Linked DNA regions of Canis lupus: region 2 is linked to region 1. A link is a contact called in public Hi-C data. All regions are on one chromosome and are shown on one strand. The core of a region is the stretch at or near the end of the contact, and the rest is flanking DNA. Distances in the headings are between cores, read along the strand shown.

Region 1 (5,298 bases), core at 1,155-3,654:
TGCAAAAGTATGTGCATAAAGTTCATGAGTTGTTTATTATATTGAAATTTGGGGGAAAAAAACAAATAGCAATAGAATACTGGTTATATAAATGATAGTACATCCATGTATCTTTAAAAAAGTGATATTAATTATGATATACTGTTCAGTGAGAAACGAAATATATACATACTAAAATCCACTTTATGAAATATTGTATTTACATGTCTTTATGTGTTATTTTTTATATCTGAAAGAATGCAACATACACTCTTATAAATCGTTATCTGTGGATTATGGGATTTGGATAATTTTTTTTTTTGCATTTGTTTGAATAACTATATATTCTTTTCATGAAAAAAAACAGCTATTTTCAAATACCCAAAGGGTGGGAGGGGCTTACTTGATCTGGTTTTGTTCGTATCAATATTGTTTCCTGCCAGTAATTTTCTGAGTCATGCTGTCTCAGCTTCTCTTTGGAAGGGTTTCTTATCTTTGCTCAATGGAAAAAGCAAAGTTGTTCCTTACTCATTAAAAATTTCCGTAAGATTAAAATGAGGTAAAGAATCTTGAGTTTATATTTGTTTTGCTTTCTATTTGGAACATTGTGATCTCTGGCGGGGTCTCCTTTCCCTGTTTTACAGTGGGTTGTGGAAGAGAAGGGGATGAGGCTGGGCAATTCACTATACACAAGTTGGAAGAAAGGGAAGAGGATACAGTTAAAGGATACAAGGAGAAAAGTCTAGAGGCATGCGCCAGGAAAAGAGCACTAACCTGAAGCCTATGAGTTTATCTTTCTGACCTCAGTTTCCTCATCTGAAAAATAAAAGGTTTATAAAAAAAAATTTTTTTTAAGACTTTTATTTATTTCCTTGAGAGACAGAGAAAGCACGAGTGGGGGGAGGCCCGGAAAGAGAAGCAGCGCCCCCCCCACCCCCCGCCCCAGCATGGAGCTCCATGATCCCCAGGACCCCGGGATCAGGACCTGAGCCAAGGCAGATGCTAAATCAACTGAACCCACCCAGGATAAAAGGTTTAAGGATCACTAGATGCACTTAAATTCTTTTGGTAGATTCTCTTGGATCTGTTAGTGGCATATCATGGCAAACTACACTAGAGCTGAATCTAAACAAATTAAGGGAAAAAGAACAACAATAACTTATATTCATTGTTCATTATCTCTCCGAGGTGTGTTAAGTAACTTGCCAACGTTGCACAGCAAATAGGTGGAGGGACCGAGATTCCAGCCCAGAGCCCAAGCTCCTAAAGGTTATGCTGAAAGGCATTAAAAAAACAAACTAACTAACTAACAAAACGGACTAAGAAGGGCTTTTAAAAGAAGCAGGATGAGGGATCTCTGGGTGGCTTGGCGGTTAAGCTCCTGCCTTCAGCCCAGGGCATGGTTCTGGAGTCCTGGGATCAAGTCCCACATCGGGCTCCCTGCATGGAGCCTGCTTCTCCCTCTGCCATGTGTCTCTCATGAATAAATAAGATCTTTTAAAAATAAATAAAAATAAAAGCAGCATCCTCAAGCTAAGGCCTTTCTCATCCTCAAGCTAAGGCCTTGTCGATGATGGTGAAAGCCAAGACCTTACTCCCACTTCCTGACTGTTGTGCGGTTGCCTCAATGGCTCACGGGCTCCTTTCTAGAATCCAAAAACCACTTTCTGATTCAAAGTCCTTTCGCCAGATAAAAGGAAGACGAGTTTTAGAAAGCCCCCGGCCGCTCTAGACTTGCCTGACGGCACCGCAGCGAAGGAATGAGAGAACCCAAGCACGTGCACACAGGCCACCCCTTTCCGGTTCAGGCATCTGGTCACCCAGCTCCCGCTTGCGCACCTCACCTTCCTGTATTCCCTTTCAGTAAGGCCAGAGAGAGTACCTGGGGGGTGGGGAGTGGGGGACAGGAGAAAACGGAGTAGGCGGGCCAGGGTGAGAGCCTGTTCCTCACCCAGAGGCCCCTCAGGAACCTCCAGCCTCAGTCACTGCAGTTTCACTGCTTCACAGTCTCTCGGGGTCCGGAAGCCAGCGCGAAAGCCCCACCGCCAGAGCAGGAAGCAAGAGGCCGGCAGCGCAGAGCCGCAAGCGGGCTGCGACTACCGCTCGAGGAAGACCCGGCTTCCCAGACCCCCTCGCAGAAGGGCGGGGCGTGAGCTCGGCGGCCAATCCCCGCGCCCGCACGTCGCCACGGCCCCGCCCCCGCCCGCCTCCCCTCGCCCCGCCCTTCCCCGGGGCTGGTGCGGCGGCGGAGACGTCAGCTCTAGGAGACCCCGGGGTGGCGGCTGCGCCGTCGGCGGGCCTCGGCCTGGACGCGCTGCGGGGAGGGGCGGAGCGAGCGGGCGGGACGGAGGGCGAGCTGGGCCCGCCTCGGCCGCCGCCGCCGCCGCCGCCGCCGCCGCCGCCGCCGCCGCCGCCGCCGCCGCCGCCGCCGCCGCCGCCGCCGCCGCCGCCGCCGCCAGGGAATAATCTGGGCGGCAGCGGGCGGCCCCCGCTAGCGGCCACGAGCCACTTCTGCGGGTGCCGGGAGGAGCTGCGGCTGCCGGTCTCGAGTCGTCCCCCTCTCCGCCCCCCAGGAGGGGCGTGAGGAGCCGCGGCTGCTGTCAGGTACGGCCGGCGGAGGCGCCCTCCGCTGCGGGTCCAAGGTCTCGGCTCCCCCTCGCGCTCCCGGCCCGGAGCGTGCGCTGGGGGCGCGCAGCGGGGGGAAGCAGACCCGGGCGCCGCCAAACAGGTGTCTCGGGGGGTCGCCGCCGGGGCTGGGGACTCGTGGGCTCCCGAGGGAGGCGTGGGGTACTTCCTGCTCCCGGCGCCTCTGCGAACCGCCTGGGGGCCGCCCGCCCACCGGGCCGCTATTTTGTGGACGAGGAGCCTCGTCTTCGCGGTGGCTTCTTCCTTTCCGCCGGCTGGCGCCCCTCACCTCCTCTTCGCGCGCTGCCTGCCGTCGGGCGGCAGCACTGAGGCGCCAGGCTGCGCCCGGGTGGCGGCCGGACCGCTCCCGGCTCCTGCCCGCGGGGCCCCCCTCCCCGCTCCCCTCCCCGCTCCCCTCCCCGCCCCCCTCTGGCCCGTGCGTCGGGCGAGACCCGGGGCTCCGGTCCGCCCCAGCGCTCAGGTGTGGGCACCTGGGGCTGCGGGGCAGCCCGAGTGCCGGAAGAGCGGGCGTCTTCCACGAGTGCCGGGGGACTTCCTCGGGGCTTTCTTGGGTCATCAGGTTTGTCCGTGGCTGACTTATTTATTTTTTTATTTTTTTTTTAATTTCTCTGCCTCTGGCCGAACGAGCAAAGCCAGGTGCGTTGGACTCACTTGCTGCACTGGAGAAGGAGGAAGAGTTTTCTCTCCCCCCACCCCCCGCTCCGCGCTAGTGTGACCGGAGTAGTAGGTGCTGACAGGCTGGCCGCACAGTTTTGAATTTGGAGAAATTGTACGCTCTTAAAAGAGGAACGTAATTTGGGAACGGGGATTGATTCTTCCCTAGCTCTTACTCTCTTGTTTTTTAAGATTAAAAAAAAATAATAATAAGAAAGCACCACGTGCTTTGGAAGAGTTGATTGGATTTATAATCTAGTTCTCTAAATTCGTGATGTAGGTCTAGTAAATAGATCTTTTTAGCGCTTTTCAGATTGGAAAACTCTTAGGCTAACCGTGAATTGACTTCGCTATGAATTAAAGAGTTATAAAGGTAGAACTTTTAACGCATTAAGGTGAATGATTAGGCCAATGTAATTGGGACAGAAATATGTTCATTTACTAGAAGTTAGGCACAGAATGTAGACAGCTCGGCCTGGATGCCAGGAAAAAGTTGTGCAGATTTCGATTTGTTTCATTCTGGTGTTGATTTAGGTATTGGGGACCAGACTTTTTGAGAGAGATTTAGACAGCTTTCCATACCCTTAGCAGATAAATGTCAAGTGAACCTTTATACACATGATGTTCTGTGTTATAAGTATTGTGTACAGTAAACTCTACTTATTTTTCACTAGCCTTAGTATGTTTTGATGTGCACTTTTAAGTGAATATAAAGTTTCAAACTACCGAACAGTTAACTTTTCACCATATGTTAAGTAAAACAGTGATTTAGTAAGGAAAGTATGACTCATTTAAAATTCTTCATAAGAAGCATGGTTTTTCAGTACTAGTGGAGAACTATTAAGTATCTCTCTTAAATTTGCCTGTGATTTGTGTTTTTCTGTATCTTTTGATTTAGGCTTCAGCATTTTAAAACTACTTTGTGCTTAATACCCATTTAAGAATAGATATGCTTTTTTTGGCTTAGGTTATACTAGTCTATATTTCTGAATAAATTTAATATCCAGAAATTCTTCGAATTTTGCCACATTCTTATTTAGTAGTACATACAATGGATTAATTTTCACTCAGTCATAGAAATACAAAACTGTGTCATTTAGGCGTATGCTATTTACTGTTTGTATATAGATTTGTGCTAAGAAAAAAATTGCATTTTATAGCTTATAAACGTTGTAAGTCATGGTAATTTAAAATAGAGTCTATGTGATGAAATTATTGATCAGAATTCTTGTGACATTGCAGCTGTAAAAATTAAATGGAAAACGGACAACTTGATGAAATTAATTTCAGATACATTTAAAATTTTAAGCTTCACAATACCACCATGTTACTTTTAGGAGATTTGTTGAGATTTGAACAAAACTATAATGAGATGGAAAGAAAAGTTTGACAAAATTTTTTTTCACCCAAAATTCATTAGAAATAAGGTCATTCTTTTACAAGAAGGAAGAAAGAGAAAACATGGAGAACTGTTCTGTAAAAGAGAAGATAGCATTTTATTTTAAATCTAAATGCATATCTAATGTGTACTTAAAGGTTCACTTTGCAACTAATTCAAATGGCCAAGGGGAAAATACATACCAAAATGTATAATGTGTGAAAATAAGAAATGTCCCTTGGAGGGAAAGAAAAAAAAAAGATGTTTGTGAAATAGAGAAGCACAAAAGAAGGTAGGAGAAACAAACAAAAAAACCTCAAGTTATCTAGAACCTCTAGTATGAGCTGTCTTGCACATTGAAGGCAGGAGAGGCGATGTTAAGTGGGAGAGATTTTGAGACGGGAAACCTGATTAATTTACAACTAAGGCCATGTATTAAAACAAACTGATGGAAATAAGAGAATAGCCAGAATTTGAAATCATGTATGGCTTGGTGTGGTTATTTGCATTCTTGGTCCTTATATTGGTTTCCGAGGGCTACCATAACAAAGTGTAGCAAACCGGGTGATTTAAAACACAGAAATTTATAATCTCAGTTCTGGAGGCTAGAATTCTGAAATCAGGTTGTTGTCAGGGCCATG
Region 2 (5,298 bases), core at 869-3,368, 300 kb after region 1:
ATCCAACAAATTTTTATTGAGTACATACCTGTTCTATGTACTTTTTAGGTTCTGGAGATTAAGCAGAGAATAAAAAGGCAGAGTTCCTGTGTATTATAGAATAGGCCAAAGTGCCCTAACAAGTCCAAACAAACAGTAATTTTTAAAAGAACACAGTTTGTTTTCTCTTGTGTAATGGTGCAGAAGTCTATGGTTGATCCAAGGGAGGAGGTAGCTCAGCTTTCTGAATTAGACTGGGATTTAGACTAGTGGGGCAGTTTTGTTTCCCATAATACATGGTCTCCATTTCTATACCATGTTTCTTTTTGCCATATCCCAGACAGCTGGAAGGGGAAAGAGGAAGTAGACATCAAGCAGCTTCTCTTTTAAGATGAGAAGTTAGTCACTCCTAGCTGAAACGGAGGCCTTTCAAGGAACTGTCCTCTCTAATTGGCTCACCAAGCGCCTTGCTGACATCTGGGGGTGGAGGTGCAATGGAATGAATCCTGGGGTGTGGAGCATGTATTCTAGCAGGGGAAGACAACTATAGGCAAGTAAAGGGCAGTTTTGGGGGTGGCATGAAGGCCCAAGAAGAATAAATTCAAGGGAAAACACAAGGATGTAGGATTGGAGAGAGCCAATATGGCCTTCTCCTGTGAGGACAAAAATGAGTCTGATTTGAACATATGCTGAAGGCAAAGAAGCAGTAGAAATGGAGAGGCTTAAGACACATAGAAAAGGAGAAAACTGATGGTGCAAGGTCCCGGAAGAGGAGAAACCTATGCAGTCTCTCCTCTTACTTTGTGTCAAGTAGAAGAAGGTAAGAATGGGAGTGAATGATGATGTTGGGGACGGGAAAGAGAAGTAATAGGAGGCTGTGGGGAATGAATTCCTACCTAATAGCTTTAATTTTTTTTGAAGTAGGAAGCAATGTCATCTCCTGAGGGTAGACTAGGTCTGTGGTAGGAGCGGATAAGGAAGAGACTTTTATTGATCTGGAAATTTGGGACCAGGGCCTGAACCATTGAGAAGATGGGCAAGAGAGTGCTTGAAGTGATGCATCCTATGGTATCTCCCTGCAGCTGTACAGCCCTTTCTTCAGCCTCCACTTCTCCAAAGGCAGGAATGGGAACCAAAACCCTAGAATCCTTTTTCTCCTTCACTGTCTTAAGCCAATCATTAAGCTCTGTTCATTCCATCTTCTAAATATTCCCTACACACTTCTCTCCATCCCTACTCTCCATCCCACAGGTAGTTTGGATTACCATTATCTCTCACTGGGATACAGACCCCGTCCTTCCCTTTTCTCCCTGAAAAACTGATCACACCACTTGCCTAGTTTAAAACCTTCAATGACTGCACCATGGCCTTTAGGAAAAAGTCCACCCAAACGTACTAACTTCGTTTCCAAATGCCTTTCTGGTACAGCTTCTTGATCTCCTCCCTCTTCCTCTGCTCATCCACCCATACTTCACTGTTTTCCCCATTGAGATGCCGTCCCTTCTCAGCCTGCACTTGCTCTTCCTCTGCTCTAGAAGGCTCTTCTCTTCCAGCCTCCTCCACGGTTCCCTTTCCCAGTGAATCCCACATTCATCCTTCCTGGGTGGCCTAGGGGTCCACAAGGTAGCGTTCCTGACACCCCGACACTAGGGGGGCGGCCCCTCCCACGGAGCACCGTGTCAGCCCCTAATACGGCATCACTGTTTTCTGCCGGGACCGCAGTCATTTTTAGTTCAATCTAGCGTCCCCAACACTCCAGCAATGTGCTGGGTACTCAAGACGTGTTTGTAGAATGAGTAAATGCAAGAATAAATGGCGAACCACACATTCCCTGGATTTTCTTTCTCCGTCGACGGCCTGCAATAAATTGTCAACGGAAATTGGAAGTGATCAAACGAGCTGAAGTGTCTGGAGGACTTGAGATAACGCGTCTCCGAGAGGCCGTGCCCTGGGGACCGTCCCGCAGGCTGCAGGGGCGCGGGCGCTGGGGCGGAGGGCGGGGCCTCCTGAGCAGTGGCCCCGCCCCCGGGGCGTGGCTACTCCCGGGCGGCCGAGGGGCGGGGCTCACGAGCGGGGGGACTCCCCTTCCAAGGCCGAGGCGCGCCGCGGTGGGGTCGCGGGTCCCGGCCGGGGGGCCCAGGTCGCCCAGGTCGCCCAGGTCGCCCGGGTCGCCGGTCGCGCCGCCGCGGCCGCCATCTTGCCCGCGTGCGGACTCCCACGGCGGGAGGGGCGGCGACCAGGCCGGAAGTGGCCGTGCGGCGGCCGCGCTGCCTCCTCAGGTCTGTGCGTTGCGGCTCTCGGGTGGCGTCTCGGCGCTCCTGAGGCGGAGGCCCCGGGCGTGGGTCGGCGAGCGCTGCGGCCGCCGCGAGGGGCCCGGGCAAGCCCAGTCGGAAGGCCCGGGCGGGGACGGCCCCCGAGGGCCTCCTGGAAGCCGGGGCGCGGGGCGTCGCGTTCCGCGCTGAGGGCTGACGGCGGCGGGCGGCGGGCGGCGGGCGGCGGGCGGCGGGCGGCGGGCGGCGGGCGGCGGGCGGCGGGCGGCGGGCTGGGCCTAGTAGGGAGCCGCGGAGCTGCGGGCGGACCTCGGCGGGGGCGCGGGGTGCGCGGCGCAGCCGCTCGGGCGGCGAGTTGGTGCGGAGCCGCGTCAGGCGTGGGACGGGAGCTCGGCCGGGTGTGTGGAGCGCGGGCGGGGCCTCAGGTCCTGAGGCGGCGGGGGTAGCAGGGAGCCGTGCTCTCCCCGCGCTCGGTCGGATCCTTCCTAAAGGGCCTGTCACGCGGTTAACTCGCTGTCTTTTCTGCCTGTACGGGTAAAGGAAAATTCCATGAGAGAATGAATAAAGTCTTTGACGAGTGAGTGCCGTGAGCATTGCTAAGTTGCTTAGCAAATGACTGCGTTTTACAGATTTTGAAGTTTTTACAAATTTCAACAAATTCCGAAGGGAAATTTATGCAGTGCATCGCCCTAAGATCGAGAGGCTGAAAATGTCTTTGAGCTGCTTGCTAACTTTCGTTAGTGTCATGGTAAGAAAGGTAGAAGACAACGACAGAAGGATGTGAAGGGGTAGTCGGACACCTTGCACACTTAGTATTCTGGATCTTCGCTGCCCAGTAGAGACGCGGGGTTGAGCCCTACTGTAAGTGCAAAATGCACATTGAACCTACCAGACTTGGCACCAAAGGAAAAAAAATTCTCAATGACTTTTTTTATATTGGCTATATGTGGAAAAGGGGTATTTTTTTTTTTTTATATGTTGAGTTGAATGAAATATATTGTTTAATTTTCATCTCTTTTTCAGTGTGGCTGCTAGAAACTTAAATCATGGCTAACACTGTATTTCTGTCAGACAGTGCTGTTATATTCTGGTGAAGAATACAGAGTCAGCACGGCTTTCCTTTGCTCAGAAACCATTGATGGGAAGTGAACACTTGTTAAACTCGAAGGTGAGGATGTAAATTATGCTGTAATTATTGCAGATTTCACCCCCTCGCCTTCCACGGTTCAACATTTCCACCATTTGAAAACATTAACTTCCAGGGCTGCTAGTGATACAGCTGTGTGATGGGAAGAGCTCAGTTTGTCACGACTTTGTGAGATGGCAATAGGGTGGGTTCTATGTCTTCATAGTCTTGGTGTATCCACGGACTTGTTAGAGTCTAGCCGGTGAGTGGTTGGAAGTCTTCCCTCCCCAGGTTCAGTTTTCTTTGCTCTTCACCATATTCCATATTCATCTGTGTTCAGGAGCCAAGATCCATCTATACTGTGTGTTGGATTGTAAAGAAACACATTTCTTAAAAGGGCGTTTAGGGACATACTTCTCTATTCAGGGCCAGCTTTGGGTTGTACAGCCCATGCAGTCACATAAGGCCCATCATTTAAAAGGGCTTGGCACAGTTTATTGCTGTGTCGTCACCACTTTGAAATTCTTAATAATTTTTTAATAAGGGGGCTCTGTATTTTCATTTTGCAGTGCATCTTGCAAGTGATGTAGTTGGTTTTTTCTTTTGCTGTAATTTAGGATGGGAGTTGGGAGATATTGGACAAGAAGAACTAAGACATCTGGTCTTCACTGTACTCCTATGTGAATTGAGAGGTTTTACCAATCTCCCTCCAGTTTTGTGATTCTGTATGAATTACTATAATCAGATTTTGTGGCTGGTAATATAGACATTGTACATGCATAATTACATCAGAAGAAATGCTTATAGTCCTCCATTGAGAGTCATGCAAATCAAAGACTTTTTAAACTATAATAACACTTTATTTTTTTAAAGTGGATTTTTACATGTGCCACCAAGTTTTCTTATAGATTATCCATGTAAAGAATATAAATTATGAGAGGGAGGCTTCTATTGAAAGTGTGATTATTTCAGCATTTATCTTTTGATAAGATAGGCCAGATCTCTAGATACTTCCATTTAAGAGGTTTCCTCTGTTGTCTGTGAAGACGTGTGTGAACCCTTACTTGTCAGTATCTGTTCCTTCTTTTTGTTGTTTTAGCTACTATTGCATGAAGTGCCTCTTCCTTCTTATTCCTAAATTTTTAAATTCTTTTTAAGATTGGACATAACTTCAGCATTGGAATGCAGGCTTTATTAGACCAGTTTATTACTCTTCTTGGGCTGCCATAATAAAAGACCGTAGAGTAGGTGGCTTAAACAACAGAAATTTATTTTTTTCACAGTTCTCACAGGTTGGAAGTCCAAAATCAGCGTGCCAATGTGGTCTGGTGGTGGTGAGAGTTCTTGCCTTGGCTTATAGAAGGCTGCCTTCTCACTGTCCTCACATGGTGGGGAGGGAGCTCAGTTGTCTCTTCCTCTTCTAAGGGCACCAGTTCTATCAGTTTAGCACTCTACCCTTACGACCTCATTTAATTCTAATTACCTCCTTAAAGGGTCTTTCTCTAATACTGTCACACTGGGGATTGGGAGTGAACAATTTTGGAAGGACACAATTTAGTCCATAGGAACCAGGGAACTTATGTTTCTGTTCATTACCATGTTCTGAAAATTTAGAACAGTTTCTAGCACATATACTATGCCCAATAAATATTGACAGAATAAATGAAAGACAGGTATTAGAGTGATCCTCTCTTAGAGTAGCTCACTGTGGGCTCTTACCCATCATTGGAACCAGTTATGACAGTGGACACTTTGCTCTTGACTGGAGCCAGTCTTTAGTTGAAAGGATGATGGGTGGAAGCATGAGGAGATTGGTAAAAGTTGGATATAGCAGTGTGAGAAATGTCAGCTGGAGCATTTAACAAATAATTCTTAAATATCTACTAAGGGCCTAGCCCTGGGGTGGGTATCAGAGGTATAAAC

The links. Hi-C and Micro-C count contacts between places; a contact is called where the count stands out from the background.
Region 2: a contact with region 1 is called in a Hi-C map of blood, with 4 times the contacts expected there. The contact joins the promoter of MIOS here to the promoter of C1GALT1 in region 1. A contact is called at or near these places in 3 of 9 Hi-C or Micro-C datasets (amygdala and blood).

The regions. Positions count from the first base shown.
Region 1 is chr14:22,823,160-22,828,457 of UU_Cfam_GSD_1.0, forward strand. C1GALT1 (glycoprotein-N-acetylgalactosamine 3-beta-galactosyltransferase 1) reads left to right here and starts at 2,405. Exons shown (of 4, transcript XM_038556893.1): 1 at 2,405-2,583. It overlaps LOC102154669 (a long non-coding RNA gene), which reads right to left and starts at 2,105. Exons shown (of 4, transcript XR_005369417.1): 1 at 1,862-2,105; 2 at 754-795.
Region 2 is chr14:23,126,173-23,131,470 of UU_Cfam_GSD_1.0, forward strand. It overlaps MIOS (GATOR complex protein MIOS), which reads left to right and starts at 2,119. Exons shown (of 12, transcript XM_038556898.1): 1 at 2,119-2,258; 2 at 3,273-3,417.